Linked DNA regions of Ovis aries: region 1 is linked to region 2. The links are chromatin contacts, called in public Hi-C maps. All regions are on one chromosome and are shown on one strand. The core of a region is the stretch at or near the end of the contact, and the rest is flanking DNA. Distances in the headings are between cores, read along the strand shown.

Region 1 (7,325 bases), core at 1,483-3,982, 53 kb after region 2:
TTTGAGGGGAAGCGGCTGCTCCTCCATGCTCCCTGCCCCATCTTTCTGCCCTCAGGTTGACGGGGCAGAGTGATGATGAACCCAAACGGATCAAGAAGAGCAAGATGATTGCCAAGGCCTTCTCCAAGCGGCGGGAGCTGCTGCAGAACCCAGGCCAGGAGCTCTCCTTCAGCATGCACACCGTCTCCCACGACGGGCCTGTGGGTGAGCTTCCACTCTGTTCTCCTCTGGAGCACGTTCCCAGTTCCCTTCCAGGCTGGTGTGGCTTCATGGTCTGTTTGCAAGGCTGTGAGGAATGGCGCTCCTTCTTCTGTTCACATACTCCTTCTTCTCCAACCCCCCACCCCCATCCCCCCCCACCACTCCATCCCAGGCCACTCTCCCCTCTCTGTTTCTGCCCCTGGGTCTGCTTGCTGATGATTTGGTTCCAAAGGACTCATCTCCCTCACCTTTAACCATCTTCTGCAGCTATTCTCCCTGGGCTGCAGGAAGTCAGGTTTCGGGCACTGGGTTTCTGGCGTCCCCTCAGGCCCCCATGCCCTTCAGACTGGGGATGGGTAGAGATCTGGCTGTGCCCACCAGGGTGGGCTTTCTTTGCTAAATTGAGTGGGAGCCAAGGGCTGGGGGAAGGTGACTGGTACCGAATATGGAAGGAGCAGTCACAGTGAGGGCCTGGGCAGTCATGGCACCTCGCCCTTTCCTTCCATCCCCACAGCGGGCTTGGCCTTTGACCTCAATGAGCCCTCAGCTGACGTGTCCTCTGCCTGGGCCCAGCACGTCACCAAGATGGTGGCCCGGAGAGGCGCCATACTGCCCCAGGATGTGTCTGTCACCCCAGTGGCAACGCCAGGTATGGGTTTCCACTCTTGTAGGAAGATGGGGGATGTTGAGGCTGGAAGAAAGTCCTGGGAGTGGAGTGCCAGGAGCTGCTGGCAGGGGAGAGGGAGGGGAAGGCTTTGGAGAACAATGGCATGGGTCTCCGGCTCCAAGAGCAGAGGCCCGGGGAGAGAAGGTGCCACGCGCACAGAGCTTAGAGTCCCAGGCTCCTGTTCTCTCTCCCACCGTCAGTGCCCCCGGAGGAAAAAGCCAACCTGTGGCTGGTTGAGGCAGAGATCTCCCCGGAGCTGGAGAAGCGCCTGGGCCGGAAGAAGAAGCGGAGGAAGAGGAAGAAAGAGGTGTGCCCGCTAGTGCCACCCCCGGAGCTTCACCTCCCCGCCCTGGGCCCTGCCCCCGCCCCTAGTGCAGTCCCTCGGCTGCCGCAGCTGCCCCGACAGAAGTGCCTGGTGGCTGCAGGCGCCTGGGGACCTGGGGAATCCTGCCGACCTGGAGCCTGGACCCTGGTCTCCAACCCCTTCTGCCCAGAGCCCAGCGCCCCAGCCCCTGTGGCCTGGGTGCAGGGCCGCCGGCAGGGACTGGGGCCCGTTCACTCCCGCACCAACCTGATGGAGGCGGAACTCATGGATGCAGACTCCGACTTCTGAGCCTGAAGAGTAGGACCTGCAACGAAAGGAGGAACAAATACCGTTCGGAGAATTTTCTTCCTCCCTGAGAGTGCTTCTCTCCAGGATCTCATCTTCCCGAGCACCTGAGGGCCCAGTGCCTTCCCGGGAGAGTTCAGTGTGGACGGCTCACGGCACCAGGACTGCAGGAAGGAGCCCTGACATCTCCACGGATAGGCCTCACTGGGGCAGGGCCCTGGAGGTTAGGGTCCTTGATTCTGCCCCACCTGGCTGGCAGTGTCAGGCTCCAGCGGGCTCATGGGTATGCAGAGCTCCTAGTGTGGCGGTAAAGGTGCAAGCAAGGCTGCATGGGCTTGCATGCATACTTGCATGGGCTGCGGTGGCCAGCCCCTGTCTGGCAGATGAGGGCTGGCTGCCCTTGTTTGTGCCAATGGGTGCCCTTCCCTGGCACTCTCAAACCAAAAGTGTTCATTGAGTCATTATCCCTTTGTCCACCTGAGGACAGAGCTCCTTTCTCCCCTTTCCGGTTGGTTGTGGGGCTGGGAGTATTTACTCCCATAGGGGCAGTAACCTCTCTTAAAAGTGTCCAGCTGGCTCCACCGTAGGCCAGTAACTCACCCTGGGTGTTGTGGCACCCTCCTTTCCCCTTTCCCGTTTCGGTTCAACCAGGCCAGCCTCTTCCTGTTTCCTGTTTGTTGATTAGGACGCAGAGTTGCAGCATTTTCCACCCTGCCCCCACGCCCTACCCCTTTACCGCTGGACTCCATCTCCAGGTGAGAGGTTTGGTTCAGCCATAGAGCCTGGCATGGTGGAGAAGCTGCAAGTGATGGGAAGCCTCTGGGCCTCAGAGAGATGCATGCTATCCTCTGACTGAGGAACTACCCTTGGGAAGCTGCTGACATTTCAGCCAGGCAGGAACGCTTCCTTCAACTTCCATAGTCGGCGAGTGAAGAGGTTCCCACCTCTCATTACCCCCATCCAAGGCCCCAGTGTCAAGAACCAGACAGCAGGGAGGTTTAGCAGCTGGCTGGGTTCCAGATCAGAGGGTAGGGATAAGGAGACAAAATATAAACAGTAAATAAAAGGTTTTTGTATAATCTATTGATGTGCTTCTTTCCATAGGCCCTGTCTTGACCCACTTACCTGGTCATGATCTCATTTGTCCTTCACTTCCTCTGCAAACTATTCTGCAAGGCCAAGAGCTCAGTTCTAATGAGGTCACCACTGACAGATGTCAGGCCGATGTCAGCTTAATGTGCTGGCTGTCCTTCCTGGCCAGTTGGTTCTATATATGGACAAAGGCTCTGGCCACAGCTGCCTCACTGCGCATTGATCATGAGATGAATGAGCAAGGACATGCAGCTTGTCCCTGCAGTGATGACACTTGCAGAAAGCAAGATTCCCCTGCTGGGGAGTATAGGTGGGCATGGAGCCTCATGGCAATCCCAGGCCCCCTCTGGGAACCTCTTGCCTCTACAAGGATGTCTGTGGGACCAGGTGCATTCGCATCCACAGCTTCCTCCCCTTGGGCTGTCAGAGAAATTCAGGCTTCTCTGAGGGAAGCCTGCTACTTCCATTTCCTCCAGAAAGATGTCAGTAGAAAACTGGGAACTGGACTCAGGATTCTGTGGAAGAGAGGGTGGAGGAAAGGGGGTGGTACCCACAGATGACTCAGGGTATTGTGCAGTATTAAGTGTGCTTGTTTATGGGTGTCGCTCAAGTGATGGGCACACAAGCAATTTGCCCAGAGCCAGATTCCAAAGGAAGAGGAAAGGGAACTAACACTGGTTATCTACCATGTACTTTACATGTGTATAAGGATAATGATGATGATGATGATAACAATAAGGGCTAATTCTTATTAAATGCTTGCTAGCTCTAAGCACTTCGGATCTCTTTAACCTGTTGAATCTCACAACAGACCTCAGAGGCACTGTAAACACCCCCAAGACACTTAGGTACAGAAAAGTTCAAAAGTTTGCCTGAGAGAAAGTGAGTGCTGGGATTCTATCAGAGCCATCTGGCTCCAGAGTCACTGGTTCTTGGCCTCTGCACTCTGAGTGCTGTGCTTGTGCTTAGTCATGCAATCATGTATGACTCTTTGCAACCCCATGGACTATACCAAGCCAGACTCCTCTGTCCATGGGATTCTCCAGGCAAGAAGACTGGAGCGGGTTACCACGCCTTCTTCCAGGGGATCTTCCCAACCCAGGGATTGAACCCAGATCTCTCACATTGCAAGCGGATTCTTTACCGTCTGAGCTACCAGGGAAGTCCCTGCACTCTGCTGCCTCTCCTTTAATTCGGAAGAGGCAGAGGAACTATTTTTCTGTAGCAACAAACTTCAGAGAAGCAAAATGACTTGCCCACAACCTCATAGCTAGTAAGAAACACACTGGGCCCAGGGCCTTCCTGACTCTGCAGTCCAGACTTTCAGCTCTTAGGTCTGATTTTTGGTTATTCTTCCTATCCAGATTGCCCATGCTGTGTTCCCTCTGGTCTCCCCACATCCCCTTGTGCTTGCCCACCTTGCTTATTCTTGCCATCACTGCTCTTCTCAACAGTAGAGCTAATTTCTTTCTTTTTAATTGAAGCATAGTTGATTTACAATGTTGTGAGTTTCAGGTGTACAGCAAAATGATTCAGTTACATATATTTTTCAGATTCTTTTCCATTATAGATTATTATAAGATATTGAATATAGTTCTCTGTGCTACATAGTAGGTCCTTGTTGTTTATATTTAATAGTGGATTTTATATATAATCCCAAACTCCTAATTTATCCTTCCCTGCCTTTCCCCTTTGGTAATCATAAATTTGTCTGTGAGTCTATTCCTGTTTTGTAAGTAAGTTCATTTGTATCTTTTTTTTTTTGTATTCCACAAGTGATATCATATGATATTTGTCTTTCTCTGAGTTACTTAATAGGATAATCTCTAGGTCTCACCACCTCACATTCCCACCAACTGTATAGAAGGGTTCCCTTTTCTTCACATTCTCCAGCATCTATTATTTATAGACTTTTTTTTTGGCCACACCCATGGCTTGCAGGCTCTTAGTTCCCCTATCAGGGATCCAACCTGGGTTCCAGCAGTGGAAATGCCAAGTCCTAACCACTGATCTGCCAGGGAATTCCCTATTTGTAAGGTTTGTGTGTGTGTGTGTGTGATGACTGGTGTGAGGTGATACTTCATTGTAGTTTTTATGTTCATTTCTCTAATAATTAGCAGTGTTGAGCATCTTGTGTCTTCATCTTGGCCATCTGTATGTCTTTAGTAGTAGAGCTATTTTTAAACCTTATCCATGCATGCATGCATGCTAAGTTGCTTCAGTCATGTCCGACTCTGTGGGACGTTATGGACAGCAGCCCACCAGGCTCCCCTGTCCACAGGATTCTCCAGGCAAGAATACAGGAGTGGGTTGCCATTTCCTTCTCCCAAAGCAGTATTCAAAACAATAACAATGATCAGTGTTGTCTAATGAACTTTTTTGAAACAAGGGGAAATGTTAAATGATTTTCTATCTCCATGTACATCCCCTCCATCTCTTCTTTCTTTAGTTGTGTTATAATGGTGTGTTGGAGGAGTTTATTCTGGGTTTTAAAAAGCTGAGAAATGTAACCTGTCTGTGGAGGCTGATAGACTGTGACCACTAGAGGACACCATGAGCCTACCTTTTGTGAACGCTGGCCAGGCAGCTGTTGGAAATCTGAAATTTTGTGGACACTCCCACAGACCAGTTGTATATTTTAGTATTTTTATAGGAGTGCAAAATCTTGTGACTGAGCCACAGTGGCCACTTTCTTACCAAAACCCTTGAGTTAGACTCCTGAAAGAAACTTCTCAGGGCCCAAGAGAAACTTGGTTTGGGGGACTCCCTGTGGCTGTCCTGTTGTCCTGAGGTCAACATGTCTTCACCCCTCACGTTGGCTCTGCCCTCAACAGCTCAACTGGGTCCCCCTTACCCCTCTCAAACTCACTCATCCAACTTACCAGGTTGTAAGACCTGCCTCTGTCAGTCCCAGAATCTTGTAAGCAGTATGTTCACTGCTCCAACCCTTCCTCTGCCTGTGTATGACTCTTTTTTTTTTTTCTGAGAAATTGAAAAGACACAGAAAAGCACAAGGAACAACCTACTAAACATCCATATTCCCAATACTCAGAAATAAATGTTAAAATGTAAAAAAAAAACTTTAAAAAGTTACCATATTTTCTTCCAATCTACATTCATGAAGAAATAAAGTAAAACAGATTTAGCTAAGTCCTCTTTGACCAACACCCCTATTCCATTTTTCTTCCCACTTTCCCTTTCCTCAATCAAAAATCAACTGTCTGCATTTAGTGGGTTTTCTTTCAGTCCATTTTTATATTTTCATATGTGCAAATGAAGCTATGCATTCATAAACCATATACTGCTTTTATAGCTTTTTAATTTTTAAATTATATTTTTTTATTGAAGTATAGTTGATTTACAGTATTATATTGATTTCCGGTGTCCAGCACTACTGGAGTGGGTTGACATTTCCTTCTCCAGGGGAACTTCCTGACCCAGGATAAAACCCAGGTGTCCTGTATTGCAGGTGGATTCTTTACCAACTGAGCCACCAGGGAAACCCCACAATGATTCGTATTTTTATAGATTACTCTCCATTTAAAGTTACTACAAAATAATGTCTATAATTCCCTGTTCTGTACAATAGAGTTTTGCCTGCTTTTAAAGTTTGAATTTTCATCTCAGTTATATGCATGATATAGTTTGAAAAGTCAAATAGTTCTACATCTTTCCAATATGGAGAATAAGGACTAAGCTCTTTTTCACTCTACCTACTAGGAGGAAAGAAGAGGTGGAGTGGGGAGGAGTCAGTAGTGACAGTTTTGAAAGCTGGAAAGCAAATGAGTGATATTTAATTTGACAGACTTGAAAAACTAAAAGTTTTAGCCAGCAATAGGGAAAACTTATATTGCAGCACCCCTAAAAGCTTCTGAATTGTAGGCAGCAGGTACTTCAGAAGGTAGAAATGAAAGCAGGAGGATTGGTCTCTGACTCCCTGTCTAACTCTGAACATTCTGATGACTGCCCTTCCCAAATCTGGATGGTTGTCAGCTCATTCTCTAGAGAAGGCAAACAGAGGGTCTGCAGCACTTGAAGACAGTATCTTCTGGCTTCCTGAAGTTCATTTTAAGAAGTTCATTATCTTTCTATTGAGTTTTTGTAAAAATGCTCCTTGACCCCCCTCCAGACATTTGAAGGATTGTCTCTTTGTCCCCAGAATTTTGAAATTTAACAGTGATGTATATGGGGACTTCCTTGACAGTCCAGTGGTTAACACTCCCACTGTAGAGGGTGTGGGTTCGATCCTTGATCAGGGATACTTCATGCCACATGGCCCAGCCAAAAAAAAAAAAAAACAACCAAACAAAAAAACAATGATGTATGTTAACGCAGGTCTATTTTCATCCATTGGGTTGGGCACCTAGTGGCCCCTTTCATTATGGAAATTTTCATTTTTCAGCTTTGGGAAAATTTTTGAGTTATTTCTTTGATGATTCTTCCCTCCCCCACCTCTAGTTCTTTGTTATCCTTCTGGCACTCGTATTATTTGGTCTTCTTGGACTGATCCTCTAATTCATTTTCTTTTCTATTTTTTTTTTTTAATTAGAGAAAAAAATGTATTGAAGATCTGAAAAACAATTCATAAGAGATTGACTTTTCCAGAAAACTGAGGCTATGAAATCCATTGAACCTATCATGTTAAAATGTGCATTAGACACAACTAACACAAAGTTGTAAATCAACTATACTTCAAAAACAGAAAAAAGAAAGAAGCCACCATTATTCAACAATCTGAGAAAGATACCTGCATCT
Region 2 (6,568 bases), core at 3,998-6,497:
CATAAGGAAAAATATCAGAACATGTATTGGCAATGATGTGGAGAAATTGGAATCCCGTACATTGCTGGTGGGAATGTGAAATGGTGCAGCTACTATGGAAAAAGTTTGGTAGCACCTCAAAAAATTAAACATAGAATTACCCTGCTGCTGCTGCTGCTGCTGCTGCTAAGTCACTTCAGTCGTGTCCAACTCTGTGCGACCCCATAGACAGCAGCCCACCAGGCTCCCCCATCCCTGGGATTCTCCAGGCAAGAACACTGGAGTGAGCTGCCATTTCCTTCTCCAATGCATGAAAGTGAAAAGTGAAAGTGAAGTCGCTCAGTCGTGTCCAACTCTGTGCGACCCCATGGACTGCAGCCTACGACCTGGCAATTCCACTCCAGGGTCTATACCCAAGAGAACAGCAGACAGGAGGTACTCAAACAAAAACTTGTACATGGATATTCATGGCAACACTATTCACAGTAGCCAAAAGGTGGAAATAACCCACATGTCCATCAGCAGATGAATGGAAAAACCAATTGGGTTCTATCCATACAGTGGGACATTACTCGGCCTTAAAAGGTAATGAAGTCCTGATACATGCTACAACACTGACGAACCTTGGAAACATTAGAAGACTGACACCAAGGGCCACATATCATATGATTCCATTTATAGAAAATGTGCAGAACAGGCAAAACCATAGACACAGCAGGTCTGTGGTTGCCAAGGGTTGGAGGAGTGGAGGGAGTGGGGAGTGACCATTTAATGGGTACAGGAGTTGCATTTGGGGTGAAGAAACTGTCCTGGAGCCTGATAATGGTGATGGTTGCCGAGCAATATGAATGTACTTATGGCCACTGAACTGCACTCTTTAAAATGGTTAATTTTGTGGTATATGTACTTTACCACAATTTTTTAAAAGTCAGTGTTTTGAGAAACCAAATACAAAGAAAAGAAAAAAAAGCTGTGAAACTGTTCCAAGCTAAAGGAGACTTGATGCATGGATCACTAAATACATGGTCGTTGACTGGAAGCTGAATCAGGAAAACGGGAGGGGGGGGGAAGCAGTTATAAAGGACATTATTGGGATAATTGGGCAAAGTTAAATATGAATATAAATTAGATAGCAGTAGTACCATATTAAAGCTTGAAAAAGAATCTACTACGTCAAGATTGCATATGGTATACCAAGAGAGCACTGTAGCTTCTCAGTGTCCTGTCACCTGGACATTTTTAAGTTCTGCCATTTTTTTGGTGTAAGGAGAAAACACCCTGGTTAAAGGTTGTGAAACTGTAGGCAAGTGAATCCCAGTTTAAGAAAATATGATATTACAAAGTGTGGATTTACACAACTAACAAATTGAGGGTGACTTTTTTTTTTAATGGATTTCATTTTTTAGAACTGTTAGTTTTACAGGAACTTTGAGAAGATGGTACAGAGAGTTCCCATGTACCCCACATCCAGTGTCTCTTGTTTATTAACATCTTATGTGAGTATGATGCTGCTTCTCAGGGGGCCCAGTGGTAAAGAATCTGCCTGCCAACACAGGAGACTCAAGAGACACAGGTTCGATCCCTGGGTCAGGAAGATCTCCCGGAGAAGGAAATGACAACCCATTCCAGTGTTCTTCCCTAGAAAATTCCATGGACAGAGGAACCTGGTCAGCTACAGTCCATGGGGTTGGTCTCAAAGAATCAGACACAGCTGAGCAGGCACAGGAAAAATCTGGAATGAACTTTCCAGCCAACCCGAAACATTCATTCCATTAAGTTCCCTGCTTTATTCAGCTTCCTTTAGTTTTTACTTAATGCCCTTTTGTGTTCCAGGATCCCATCCAGGATACCAAATTTCATTTAGCTGTTATGTCTCCTTAGGTTTTTGTTGGCTGTGGCAGTGTCTCAGAATTTCCTTGTTTTTGAAGCCTTTGACAGTTTGGAGGAGTACTGATCATCTTGTCCCTCTACTGGAACTTGCCTGATGTTTTCTTATAATTATACTGGGGTTATGGGTTTGGGGAAGGAAGACCATGGAAGGGAAGTGCCATTTCACATAATCTCATACATCACTGACCTGTGCTGATGTTGACCTCGATCACCCGGCTGAGGGAGCCAGGCTTCTCCACTGTAAAGTTAGTCTTTTCCCCACCCTTTGGCAGTCTGTTCTCTTCGGAAAGAAGTTACTGTGTGCAGCCCACACTTGGAAGGTGTTCCACCTCCCTGACACTGCAGTGAGTGATAGTCGCTCAGTCATATCCGAAATGGTGTGACCCCATGGACTGCAGCTCGCCAGGCTCCTCTGTCCATGGGATTTCCCAGGCAAGGATACTGGAGTGGGTTGCCATGACCTTCTCCAGATGCTGCAGTACCTCCATAAAATATTTGGAATTCTGTGTGAGAGATTTGTCTTTTCTCTCCCATTTATTAAGTCATTTATATCAGTATAGACTCACGGATATTTACATTTGGGGTAACAATTCCATACTCTTTTATTTTGATATCTCTTTGGCACGGCCACACCAATGTGGGGTTTTGTTTTTTATTTTTGAGCGTTTCCTTACCTTCTGGCACCACAAGGTGCTCCAGACTTACCTATTTCCTGCCCCAGTCCTAGGATCAGCCATTTCTCCAAGGAGCCCAGCGGATGGCTATTTTCATTATAAGGTGATTACTCACCTTACATAAGGATAAAGGTACTGGTGCGGGCAAATTATTTTATATAATTTGATGGACAACTCTTCAGGAACATGCCCTTGGCTGGACTCAGCTATTTTAAAAACTGTGTCTAGCGTTTGAAAGTTTCCAGTGAGGCTTCATTCTAGCCAGAATATGAAAAGCTATTCTAGGAAGAGAAGTGTCTTTATCTCCATTCTCATCATGAAAGGAGGTCACTGGTGATATTGTGGGATGTCACAAGGATTCTGCAGCAAAGACTGATATGGTGTAGACGGTACCCAACTGAGACTGGAAATGAGGTTTAGTCCAGATGTTGCCACTGCACCCATGTGCACTTGGTCAAATACCACTTTGCTCTTTTGGCCTCATCTATTAAAACAAACATAAAAAAGGGAGTGGCCGGGCTCATTCCTAAGTTTCTATTCAGCTCTCAAATGCTAAGCTAATAACAGCAGTACTCACTTTGGAATGGCAGCAGCTCTGAGGAATTCAAGGTGGGAGATGTGATCAGGAATAGAAGTGTGAAAGAGCAAGCTGTGACTCCAGGATAAACGGGCAGATCAATGACAGAAATGCAGAATTTCAGAGGTAGCTAGTGAGCTTCCAAGCAAGCAGGATCATTAATGACATTAAATATTCATGCTCATATTAATGTCTTAACTTTCTTTTTCACATAACCAGCATCTGCTGCCCTAGATCCCTGGCTGAGTGTGCTTGAGGCTGGTGGTTCTCGAACTTGGCTGCGTGTTGGAATCACATGGAATGCATTCAGGAACACTGTGACCTGGGTTCCAATGCCAGAGATTCTGACATACTTGGTTTGGGGTGTAGCCTAGGCATCAGGAATTTTGAAGTTCTCCTCCACGCCCCCCCCCCCATTCTAATGGCAGCCAACATCAAAAAGCACTGCCTTAGGTTATAGATGGAGAAGGCAATGGCACCCCACTCCAGTACTCTTGCCTGGAAAATCCATGGACGGAGGAGCCTGGAAGGCTGTAGTCCATGGGGTCGCTAAGAGTTGGACACGACTGAGCGACTTCACTTTCACTTTTCACTTTCATGCATTGGAGAAGGAAATGGCAACCCACTCCAGTGTTCTTGCCTGGAGAATCCCAGGGATGGGGGAGCCTGGTGGGCTGCCATCTATGGTGTCACACAGAATCAGACACAACTGAAGCAACTTAGCAGCAACAGCAGGCTATAGATGCTCTTGCCCCCTCCCAGATACGTCTCCTTAAGGGCAAGGACCGCATCTTGCTCATCTTTGCAGTCCTGAGTGTCTCCTACATAACAGCTGATGAATTGGATTTGGAGAGTGTATTTGTTTCCTATTACTGTTGTTAACAAATTGCCACAAACTGAATGGTTTAATATAACACAATTAGTTTTCTTATAGTTCTGGAGGTCAGAAGTCCAAAACAGGTCTCATTGAGCTGAAATCAAGATGTCAGAGAAGCATGATTCCCTCTGGAGGCTTTAAGGAAGAATCTAGTTCCTTGCCTTCTCCAGCTTTTAGAGGCTATTCATGGTCCTTGGCTTATGGCACACACTTCAGCCCCTGCTTCTGTTCTCATACACATCTCCTCCTCTACTCTGACCCTCTTGCCTCCTTTTTATAAGGTTCCTTGTGATTATATTGGGCTCACTGGGATAATCCCCCCATCGTAAGGTCCTTAAGTGAATCACATTTGCACAGCCGTGTAAGGTAACATTTTCACGGGTTTTGGGAATTACGACAGGACATCTCTTGGGGGGGACACTGTTCTACCTACCGCAGATAGAGACAGAATAGCTGCTATAATTAAAAGCCCACCCATGGAATTACTTACCCTGGGACACATGGCATCTCTTTACTTTGCCTTTCTTGTTTTAGCTGTGCAGGGATTTAATCAGAGACTGTCTCTGTGAAAAGTTATACACCCCAGTGAAAATCTAACATGTGAAAAAACAGTAAGGAGCCTGTTTAAATAAAGAGCAGATACATATTTTTAAATGACTCAGTAAAGTGATGTTCAGAACCAGAATTGGCTGTGGTGAGTTTTAAAGGGCAGACAGAGATGCCTGATCGCTCTGGCAAAGGGCTTGTGTCTCTGGGTCTGCGGGATGATCGGGATCTCTGTTGTGGGTTTTCCTCACCTCCCACCCACTGCCCCGTGCTCCCTGAGCCTGGCTGTGCTGTGGGATAAGAAGCCAGCTGGCACCTCCAGACCCTCCCACAGCTCTCTGCAAGCAGCTCCCTCGCTCCTGGACACAGAGTGTGAGGGCCAGCACATAACGCATGGGGCCCCGAGGCAGAGGTGATGTCAGACGATTGGGGACCAAGGAGAAGGGTCTTAAAAGACATGGTTTTAGACAAGGTTTTCCCATTTCCTGCTGAATGCGCCAGCTGGTAGAGTTCACTAAAGAAAATCTCTCTCTACTGAGGGACTAGTCTGACCTGTTGTCCTGCTACAGGGGCTCAATTCCCTTCTCCCACCAAAGCCCCAAGATGTTTCTTCCCAGCTGGTCTCTGTCTTGCAGGACAGTGGAGTCCAGCCAGCCCTGTCCTTCCCCACTGAACTGGTCAAGTTCCTGCTGAGAACTCCCTCCAGCCAGAGTGTGGCCCCAGCTATTGCCATGGTGACAGCCAGCTGCTGCTTAGCACCAGCCTGGGAACTGGGCATAAAGGAAGGGTGCGCACACGGGGTCACCCTGCACTCCTGGAGGCCTGCGGCAAGGGCACAGGGAAAGCCCCTTTAGGGAGCCCTGGTGGTCTTTGATGGGTTTGTTTTCTCAGAGAGAAGCCAGGAAGTTTGAAAGGTCTAAACTTCTCTGTTTCCACACCCTGGAATCAGACGTTATAAAGTTTCCTTTGTAAGGTAGTTCTGCTATTTTACACCAAGGCATTCATGTGCAAGCATTCTTCCACTCTGGTTTGCACTTTCATTTTTACATTTGACACCACGTTGACCCGCAAGAGAGTTAGAGACCTGGGAGATTCTACTCAGGCCTGCTTCAGCTTGAAGACCTTCTCTTTGAAGTAGTTGGATTCAAATTCAGAACTTCACAGTTTCTATGTGACCCCAGGCAAGTTAATCATTAGTAATGATTTGTTGTTAGTCGCTAAGTCGTGTCTGACTCTTTTGTGACCCCATGGACTGCAGCCCATGAGGCTCCTCTGTCCATGGAATTTCCTAGGCAAGAATACTGGAGTGGGTTGCCATTTCTTTCTCCAAGGGATCTTCCCAGCACAAGGATCAAACCCTCACATCTCCTGCTTGGCAGGCAGATTCTTTACCACTGAGCCACCTGAGAAGCCCCAATTAGTAATGATAGATAATATTTATTACTAGGCATCTTGTTAAATGCTTTCCATGCATTCTTTTATTTCATCTTCACAGTAATCTTATTAGATATAGTTGTTTTAAATGCCCATCCTCAGGGACTTCCCTGCTGGTCCAGTGGTTAAGAATCCACCTGCTAATGCAGAGGAGATGGGTTTGATCCCTGGTCCAGGAAGATTCCACATGCTTCAGGGCAGCTAAGCCTCTGTGCCACAGCTACTTAGCCCTCGCTCTAGAGTCTGAGAGCCGCAACTACTGAGCCTGTGAGCCTAGAGCCTGTGCTGTGCAGCAGAGCAGCCACTGCAGTGAGGAGCCCACGCACCGCAACAAAGAGCAGCCTCTGCTCACTGCAGCTACACGGGAACGAAGACCCGACACAGCCGAAAGAGCGACGACCACGAAAACAAACAGACTCCCAGATATGGAGACTGAAGTTCAGAGGGTTGTCCAGCATGGGCTCAGATCCTCCTCACTCTGAAGCCCATGTTCCTAACTGCTCTTCTGTATTAACCTTGCATTGCCTTAACTTCCTCATCTGTAAGATGGGGAGAATAGCTGCCTCACCAGATAACTGTGTTGTAAGAATT

Evidence for each region. A called contact is a pair of places that touch in the nucleus more often than the background predicts.
Region 1: a Hi-C map of hypothalamus shows a contact between it and region 2, with 2.8 times the contacts expected there. The contact joins two enhancer-like sites. A contact is called at or near these places in 11 of 16 Hi-C or Micro-C datasets (blood, hypothalamus, liver and 7 more).

What each region holds. Positions count from the first base shown.
Region 1 is chr4:94,825,294-94,832,618 of ARS-UI_Ramb_v3.0, forward strand. It overlaps SMO (smoothened, frizzled class receptor), which reads left to right. Exons shown (of 12, transcript XM_027968796.3): 10 at 56-204; 11 at 716-850; 12 at 1,069-2,557. The coding sequence ends at 1,481. Among named protein-coding and RNA genes, the nearest start is that of AHCYL2, 8.3 kb to the right of the region's middle. Within about 2 kb of position 2,733, at least 1 of the 54 cell types and tissues checked has an H3K27ac peak or open chromatin away from gene starts, as enhancers often do. A contact at or near this core is called in hypothalamus, where this site is marked.
Region 2 is chr4:94,769,869-94,776,436 of ARS-UI_Ramb_v3.0, forward strand. All of the region lies in intron 1 of TSPAN33 (tetraspanin 33), which reads left to right. Among named protein-coding and RNA genes, the nearest start is that of TSPAN33, 10 kb to the left of the region's middle. Within about 2 kb of position 5,248, at least 4 of the 54 cell types and tissues checked have an H3K27ac peak or open chromatin away from gene starts, as enhancers often do. A contact at or near this core is called in hypothalamus, where this site is marked.